Regions from separate parts of the Lactuca sativa genome. Here region 2 is linked to region 1. Evidence: chromatin contacts called from public Hi-C data. All regions are on one chromosome and are shown on one strand. Each heading gives the region's core, a stretch centred on a gene start, on an enhancer-like site or on the middle of the called end of the contact. The rest is flanking DNA. Distances are from core to core; before and after follow the strand shown.

Evidence for each region. Hi-C and Micro-C count contacts between places; a contact is called where the count stands out from the background.
Region 2: a contact with region 1 is called in a Hi-C map of leaf, with 5 times the contacts expected there. The contact joins the promoter of LOC111906767 here to the promoter of LOC111891630 in region 1. A contact is called at or near these places in 2 of 4 Hi-C or Micro-C datasets (both in leaf).

What each region holds. Positions count from the first base shown.
Region 1 is chr9:40,150,475-40,154,822 of Lsat_Salinas_v11, reverse strand. It overlaps LOC111891630 (protein ENDOPLASMIC RETICULUM-ARRESTED PEN3), which reads right to left and starts at 1,252. Exons shown (of 1, transcript XM_023887693.3): 1 at 1-1,252. The coding sequence starts at 1,054.
Region 2 is chr9:40,461,316-40,465,890 of Lsat_Salinas_v11, reverse strand. It overlaps LOC111906767 (sulfoquinovosyl transferase SQD2), which reads right to left and starts at 1,445. Exons shown (of 11, transcript XM_023902539.3): 1 at 747-1,445; 2 at 421-487; 3 at 1-53. The coding sequence starts at 1,078.

The sequences.
Region 1 (4,348 bases), core at 3-2,502:
GCAAATCAGCCATGGCCAAGTCGCCTGATTTGGAGCAAATTTTACACATAGTACCCTCGCTAACATCGATGCTTACGTCAGCGAAGGAATCCCCAAACCTGCTGCTTCGTCCAGAACCTGGCTCGTTCGTCTCCCAAACCACGCGTGCGGATCGGGGATCCCACAGACGGATGTAACCGGAGAAACCGAAAGCTCCGGATGTTACGGCGTTGGCAGCGAGAATTCCGAGATCATTCACGTATGTTAGGTTTCCAGGAACGATTGATTTCGATGAATTTCCGGATTGACGACCGATTTCTGATGTCACCTGGAGAGTTGATTTGTCGATCGCGAGTACGGAGTTTTCCTTGTGGTGTGAATCGAAGGCGGCGAAAACCGAGTCAGGCGAGTCAGCGATGGCGGTTACTCTAGCTTTGTAGATTCTCGGATCGGTAGGATCGGTCCACTCCACGGAGCCGACTCGACGACCGTTGGCGAAGTTGTAAAAATGAATACCAGAAGCAACATCGCACGCTATGGCCGCCATTGCGGAAGGCGTAACTTGCCTAATTGAAGTAATCGAGTCAAGGTGAGTCCGTACAGTACCGGCGTGCGTTAAGTTCCAATCATAGACAGAGATCTGGCCGCCGTGCGCTATCCATACCGATCCATCATCGATGGTTGTAAAGGCGGAAACCACGCCGTCGGAGGCAGGTCGTATTGTGGCGATGACAGAGGCATCGATACCAGAAAGTGGATTAGGAAGCATAGCGGACTTGAGCTGTGATTCGATACCGTAATATGACGCTTCATCGGAGAGCTCTTGGTCAGTGAACCGGCGGGAGGTTGACGGAAGGCGATTGGTGCGGAGGAGGGATAGAAGGACAGAGAATATCTCAGGATCTCGGTCAATAAACACTGGATTTGAAGACTGTACCTGGCGGTTGGAGAGGGCAGCTAGGAGCGAATCTGGGCCGCCGGAACGGAGGGTGGAGATGGTGGTCTCGAAGAGCTTCCCGCCGACGTTTAGCTTGATGCGGTCAGTGAGGGTAATATTGGAAAGTCCGTCCTCCATTTAAATTCAGTGGCGGCTACTGATTCCCGATTCTGGGAGTTGGGTTATGGAGCATAGGCTATTTTAGGCCGACTCTCATGTACGTTTTTACGAAATTAGCCTCAATATTTTTGCTATCTTGGTACAACTTCTCCCTCTAGATTGCCATTGTCGATAACTTCCACCCTTAACATTTTATATAAATAAGTATGTTATACAATATAGATGGATGAACCTTGTGGGTTGTATGTATAAGACTCTTTGAAAGGTGGTTGCTAATGAGTTTAAGATGGTTCTTGATAAAACTATAAGCGTTGAACATACAACTAATACGGAAGGTAGAAACATTTTAGACGAGTCTCTTTTGTTTAATGAAGTTTACTCATGGACTAACACTAAGAGATTGAAGAAAAAAACATTGATTTTCAAGGTTAATTTTGACAAATCCTTTGATTCTTTGAGCAGATTTTTAGACTTGCTTATGGAACCGAGAGAACTTGGATGTAAATGTAGAAGATGGATAAGGGGCTGTCTTTTCTTAAGTAGAGACTCATTGTTAATTAATGGTGCTCCCACGAAAGAATTCAACATTAAAAGAGGGGTTACACAATGTGATTTGTTGGCTCCCTTTTTTTTTGTTATTGTTATGGAGGGGCTTCATATTTCTATGGAGAAGACATGTGAGCTCCATTATTTTAGAGGTATATCCCTTCCGAATTGTAATATATCTTTGTCCCACCTTATGTATGTCAAACACGTCACTTTTATTGTTGAGTGGTAGTAAATCAACTTTGCTAATTTGAGTAGGTTGCTTCGGTGTTTTTATCTTGCCTCTGGTTTGAAGGTGAATTTACAAAAAAATAAAGTTTTTGATGTGGGGGTTAGCAACTTGGAAATTGATAGACTTGATAGTATTTTGAAATGTGAATCTGCCACCTTTCCGTTTACTTATCTTGGGCTCCCGATGGGAGCCAACATGAAATTAGCCAAGCATTGGAATCAAATTATTGAAAAATTTCAGATGGAATTGTCTAAATGGAAAGCTAAATGCTTATCTTTTGGAGGTCGTCTTACTCTTGTTAAATAGGTTCTTAACAACCTTCCTCTTTACTATTTCTCTTTAGTTTAGGCTCCTAAGAAAGTAATTGACTTTCTTGAAAATATTAGAGGAAGATTATTATGGGGAGGCGATGAAGACAAAAGGAGAATTCATTGGGTTGCTTAGGAGGTAGTTATCAAACCTAAAGAGAAAGGGGGTCTTTGAGTGGGAGTCTCCATGCGGCGAATTTAGCCTTTCTTTCAAAATGATAGTGGGGTCTTAAATTTGATTATGATTCTTTTTGGTTCTCTTGCATCAAGTCTATTCACGAGCTTAAATTAGTGGATGTGAAACCATTAGCTAAAAGATCTTTTAAAGGTGGTTGGTTCCATATCTCTCAAATCGAATCAAAGTTTGAAGATAGAGGTATTAATTGGGCTAACGTTTTTATTAGAAAGGTTGGTATAGGTGATAAAACTCAATTTTGGAAGGATGTATGGTGTTGTATGCTTTGTTGAAAGATAGATGTCCTGACATCTATGTGATTGATTCTAATAAAGATTGTTTGATCATTAAGCAGGTTATTCTTGGGAGTAAAATGGATACTCAATGGAATTGGGAGTGGTCAAGACCTCTTTGTAGGGGTCGTGAAACTAATCAATTTTATGCATATTAGTTTGCTTACGTAATTTTCAGGAGGCTCAGATAAATGGCTATGGAAAAATGAAGAGAATGGTGAGTTTGATGTGAAACAAGTGAGACGTCTCTTGGATATAGAAGTGGAGAGTAGCGGCAACTCTTTTAAGTGGGTTAACTGTATTCCGATCAAAATCAATTGCTTTGTTTGGAGATTGAGTAAAGATAGAATTCCCACTTTCACCAATCTTTCTAAGAGAGGAATGGTTGTTTCTTCTACATCATGCCTATTTTGCAAGTTATTGGATGAGATCGTTGATTCTGTTTTCTTTGCATGTTTCTATGCTTCAAAGTTGTGGAGTTGGTTAATTTGCTTGTCCTCCTCGTTGCAAGGTCTTCCTTCATCCTGTTTAAATCTGGTGGAGTTGTTGAAGGCGAACACATGTAACAAAAATGTTTAAATTTGCATTTAGCTCTCGTTTATACTACCATCTGGACAATTTGGAAGGCTCAGAATGCTTTAGTGTATTGGAATGAGAGGAAAGTTGTTATTCTTCTTGCGGATGACATTAGCATTACTATTTTTAATTGGGTTAAGAATAGATCCAAATTTTGTCTTTTTGTTTGGTCGGTTTGGTGTATGTCTCATATTTCAAACTAATTTTTGTAATTTGGCTTGAGCTATTCTCTTAAGTCCCTTTTTAATGCTAATGTGTTGCATGTTGTTCAAAAATAACTTATATTTTATTTCTAATAACCCAAAGCATATATCTACATGGAGTATGTTTTGGGAGGCAAATTGAAGGACTTTGCAAGCTAGATATATCTCGATAACATATGTTAGGTTATTCTGTTGGATTAGTGTCTAAGTCCATAACTATATTTGGTACGTACTTGACCCGGTTGAGCATGGTCATTTTGATTTGCCTTCGCCAAAGCAACAAGACATGATGATTTATAAAGAAAGAGGATATTGTGGTTTATTAATATATTATAAGAATAATATATTAAAAGATAAATCATATTTGTTTAATTAATATTAGTTAAATAATTAATTAAAACTTAATTATTGTGACTAAAAGAGATTAATTAAATAAAGGAGATTGGAATTGCAATTATAAGATAATTGATTTTGGGCTAAGAATCCTTATGGATTAGGGAATGGACGAAATTGAGGTGGAGTCCATCTTGAATTCGTCCAAGGGGGCCTTATTCTGGAAGGTTATGTAGACTGCTTAAGGCCTAAGCTATCCAATCATGGTTTTTTTTGAAACCCTAGCAGCTCAAGTATAAAAGGACCCCTAAGGCATCAGAATTCGGCCACTTGATCCCTTGGAATCCTGGAGCCGAATTCTAGCCTCTCATCCTCTCTCTTAAACATCATCCTCTTGCCTTGGTGTTTGTAAGCCATTAGAGGCATCACATTTGAGGTGCTTAGTTCTCGTAAGCTTTGAAGATTCAAGTTTCATACTACAATCAAGAGGTAATATTCTTACTTTCTTATTTATATAGATCTCAAGCTTTGTAGTGTGCTAGATTAGGATATTCAAGTCTTGGATGAATTGCATGTATAACAGAGAAACCTAGATCCAAGCTTTAGGGTTTTTCATGAGCACATAGGATTGTTCTTTTGTATAAAA
Region 2 (4,575 bases), core at 196-2,695, 310 kb before region 1:
TTGGCTCCATAGAACTCTTGAGGCACCCCTTCATGAGTAGTTACAACCATCACCTATACAAGTGAATTATATAAGTTTACTAATTGATTCAAAGCATATATATACTTTTGAAAGATGGTCGATATTTTTCTTTACTTATAGAATACATATTAATTACATCATGTTACTCAAATATTCAACTAAGGTTGCATTTGTCACACTGAAAAATTGTAATTTTCGTGTAACAAACTGGGCCTAACTGAATACCTAACAAAAAAGTTGCACAGGATTTTCGTGAAAAAGAAAGAAATTGACCTCAATCAAATAAAGTTTTAAAGTTACACTCAACTCCATAGAAAGCAAGGATTTTGATATTTTGATGATTTGTATTCTTAGCATTGAAATGTAACAAACAACATAATTTCATGATCTACATCTTACCTCATCCCCCATTTCACGGAGATATCTAATAAAGTTTTGGAATCGATTCTTGTACCCTGAAACATACCTGCAATCCAAAGAGATTAAATAGCTTGACAATATATCCATTAAGAGATGAAATACAGAATGAATTTGATATATAGGAAAAATCAAAACAATAAGAGAAATTGGCATCTACAAATATGATCGGGTTATCCACATTTACAGTTTCACCATTTTATCAAGTAACAATCAAAGCAGAGTACATTAATCAAAATTAATCAGTTCAAGAAACCAAAAACCCAAATTGGAAATATCAATATTTGTAAAATTTTAGAGAGACTCACGCAAACGGAGAGGGCTCAACAAAGAGAGCAATACGCCTAGGTTTAGAACTAATCTCCGATTCAACCTGAGAAGGAGGACCCTCTTCATCATCTTTTCTCAACTCTTCAATTGTACCTTTATTAGCTGAAGAAACTATAATCGGTGTTCTTGTTTGTCGTTTATAATGAAAAGACCGATTCTTGAAGGGGCTAAAGCAGATGGGTTTCGTTTCAAAGGTATTGAAACATGAAATTCTTGAAGTAGTAACAATGGAAGAACAAGATGAGGAAGAAGATGCAGAGGAGGATGGAAGAGAAAGAGAAGGGTGTAACGAGAGCGAATATGTTGGCATGATGGTGGCGAGTAGTAACTAGTGAGTAGACAAATTGGGGGTTTTATTTGGGCGAATTGGAAAGGAATCAAAGAGAATTTATCTGGAATGGATGAAGGGATATTCCTATCGGTAGTGATGGAGAGATTGGGCGAATAATAAGTTGGAAGGTTTAGAAACAGCATATGCTGTTGCAGCTGCTATTGCTAAGGGCTATGGCCCCATATGAAGATGGAGCTATGTATGAACTATCAATCAATCCCATACACGACGGGTTGCCATTGCGATCGATGATGACACATGTGTGTATGTGTGTGTTTTCTTATCGTGTGCAATCCGAACCAAGCCAAGCGGAACAAACGGAAAGGGGCGGAGAGATAGAAGAGTTGACGATATCGGGCTTCACTCATTTTGAAACAAAATATTCTTTTTACAAATTAAAAACAATTATTTCTTTATTTTGTGCATTTGGCTCTATTAGCAATAATAGGTAAAAAAATCAAAAAACCCACTTAACACATAGATGCCACATCAACTGTTCTCATTCTTCTTACATCCATTCATCCCAACCATCAACACATACGAATCCATCTCTCTCATCTGATACAATATGGTATAAAATATAAATATAGAAGCACAAGGTAGAAGTTGAGAGAAGAGAAAATGAAACACCTCTCTTTTGATTTAATTGATTTAAATCATTTCAAATGTTTTTAATTAGATTCAAAACATAATTTGTAGAATTATGATCCTTGTAGTTGCGTTTTATTTACTTTTTCATAATTTATTTAGCATATTTTCATTCATTTTTAGTTAAACCATCATACATAATTTATTGTATATCCTTTTATAGCCATATCGGGTGCTTTCAAGTATCTATGTTTAAATTGTAGATTTTTAGAAGACTCAAATAGAGTGGATGTCAATTGAGAGAGATGTGACATTCTTACGGGCTTAGAACAATTTATTTCAGCTTGGAGAAGTTGATGGAGATAATGGTGGGTATCTACAATTGGAGAAGTTGATGGAGATAATGGTGGGTATCTACAAGACTTGATGATTAATTGGGCTAAGGGATGTGATGATGGACTCTTTATGATGTTTAGGTTTACTTTTGAAGTGTTTTGGACTATATTTTTGGGATAAATTTCTGATCTTAATGATATATGGATGTGAGGACAAGGAATCAAGAAAGATCAAGATGAAATGGACCTCCGCATGCAAGTTAATGGATGGAAAAAATAAAACTTCACACGGTTACATGAGTTTTATGCCTTTATCCCACACGATCTATGTGGCTTAAAAAATGTATTTTTATCTTTTTTTTCTAGGAACAATAAGGGGTATGGTTGGTGTTATTTCTAAAGGATCTCAAACAAACCAGTAGGGGGATTGTTGATGACGGTTTTCTTAGACTTCTTAGAGCTTTGGGAGTCTCTTTATATATATATATATATATATATATATATATATATATATATATATATATATATATATATATATATATATATATATATATATATATATATATATATATATATATATATATATATATATTAAGTATTTATGTTTTGTACACTAATTCCTTTTTTTCTTTCTAAATCATGAGTGGCTAAGTTCTCCTTTAATAAAAATTGGATGTAATCCATAAACATTAGCTTGAATTTGAATATTTTATGAAATAGTGTTCTAGATCCATGAATGTAATTTCTTCTTAAAGTTCTATGTCTCTCTTATGTTTTTATTCAAGCATTCAAATATTTATATGATAATTAATTAGTTAGTTGTTTTTTATAAGCAACAGATCTTCAAAACAATTTGTAGGAAATGGTTTTTGCAGATGTTTTCATTTCATGTTAACACCATGAAGTTATGTTAATTATGTAAATGGTATTGTAAGTTTTTGACTTTTTTTGGATTTGATGATTCTTATATATTAAATCTACTCAATTCTTATGAACCAAATGCTCATATTATTCAAGACCTTGATAAAAAAAAATGTATGTTCAGAGCTTCTCTAGCCACCATATCAATTCAAAAGAATCTAGAGGATTCAAGTTTTAGTTTCTATAACAAAATTATATTAAGTCACAAGTATTACACCATAAATCATAACGATAAATTAGCTAATTTTTTATTTTTTATGTGATGAAATTTCAATGTTGATTACCCCATATTTATTGATTCATATCATTCATTACTTACCATGTTGCATCTTTTACTTGTTTTTTGTAAACTTAAATTTTTACAAAAACAAACCAAAATCCCCCTCTTTTAATTAATAATCATTACAAAATCTATAACGCCCGCAAATTCGGGTTAGATGTTTAAGGTATAATAATAACTATACATTTTATCGAACAATTAAAACTTTTGAATATAGTAATTGTTCTTCATACGCGTTACGAGCTAATAAATATCTATCGTATACATGTCATTTAAACAAATATTAAGATTATATAATATTTGTAGAAAACCATATTATAAAATTTATCGTTAAACAATAAAATAAAGTGTAAAAATAAAAGATTATTCAGGATAAATAATCAGAAAGACGTAGAGGCCGTAACCAAGAGCATGTGGATATAAATAACGCCCAAATCTGACTTCATATGAGTAAATTATGATTTATCTAAATTTTGTGTTCAACCCGATACGAAAATGTGCATCATATAAAGTGAACCAGAGATAGGTTTCTTTTTAGCCAAAGTAAAGTAAAGGAAAGTCGAAGTCCTCATGAATACTAGGTTGTTCATAAAAAGAACGCCTAAATCTGACTTCGTATGACAAAGTTCTGATTTTTCATAACGGCATAATATAGTAGTATGTGTCACAAAGTATGAAATAAAGATCGGTCACTCGTTAGACAAAACTATCTAAACAAAATTTGATATCTATGAAATTACGAATCCGTTGAGAAAACATCGAGAACGGAGCTCATATTCGAAAGATATGAGCGAAACTTGGTCCATACTCTTTAGGTGCGGCGAAATATGTACAAATTTGTAAATTTGAAATAGAATGTGAATTAGTTGACCAAGTCTAAAGGAAAGTTGTATTACTCGTCGATACAAATTCAAGGATATAAAGAACGTCAAAATACAGAGCTTGTATGCAGAAGATACGAGCGTAACTTGGGCGCTACTCCCAGGACGTGGTACGCCCTATGTCTAGAAGTCTATAAATAGTGAGCCAAGCCTCCCTCATTCCTTACTCATTCATGTTTCAGGTTTCTCTCTCTAAAAATTTGGCCTTTTGAGCCCCAAAGTATTCGTGACGAAGTGTTACAACGATGGAAAGAAAGAAGTGTTTGGTATCGTAGGTATGTCCGCGACTTTCCAAGTTTTTCACTAAACAACATGTAAGTTGAGTTATGCTTATCATAGTTTAAGTATAACTTATATTTATGTTCGCAATTGTTATTATAAACTTATACATAAGATTTATCAGTTATACTAATCGATTTACTTACATGAGTGATATCTAGGCTAGATATGTGAGGTGTTTAAAGTGGATTT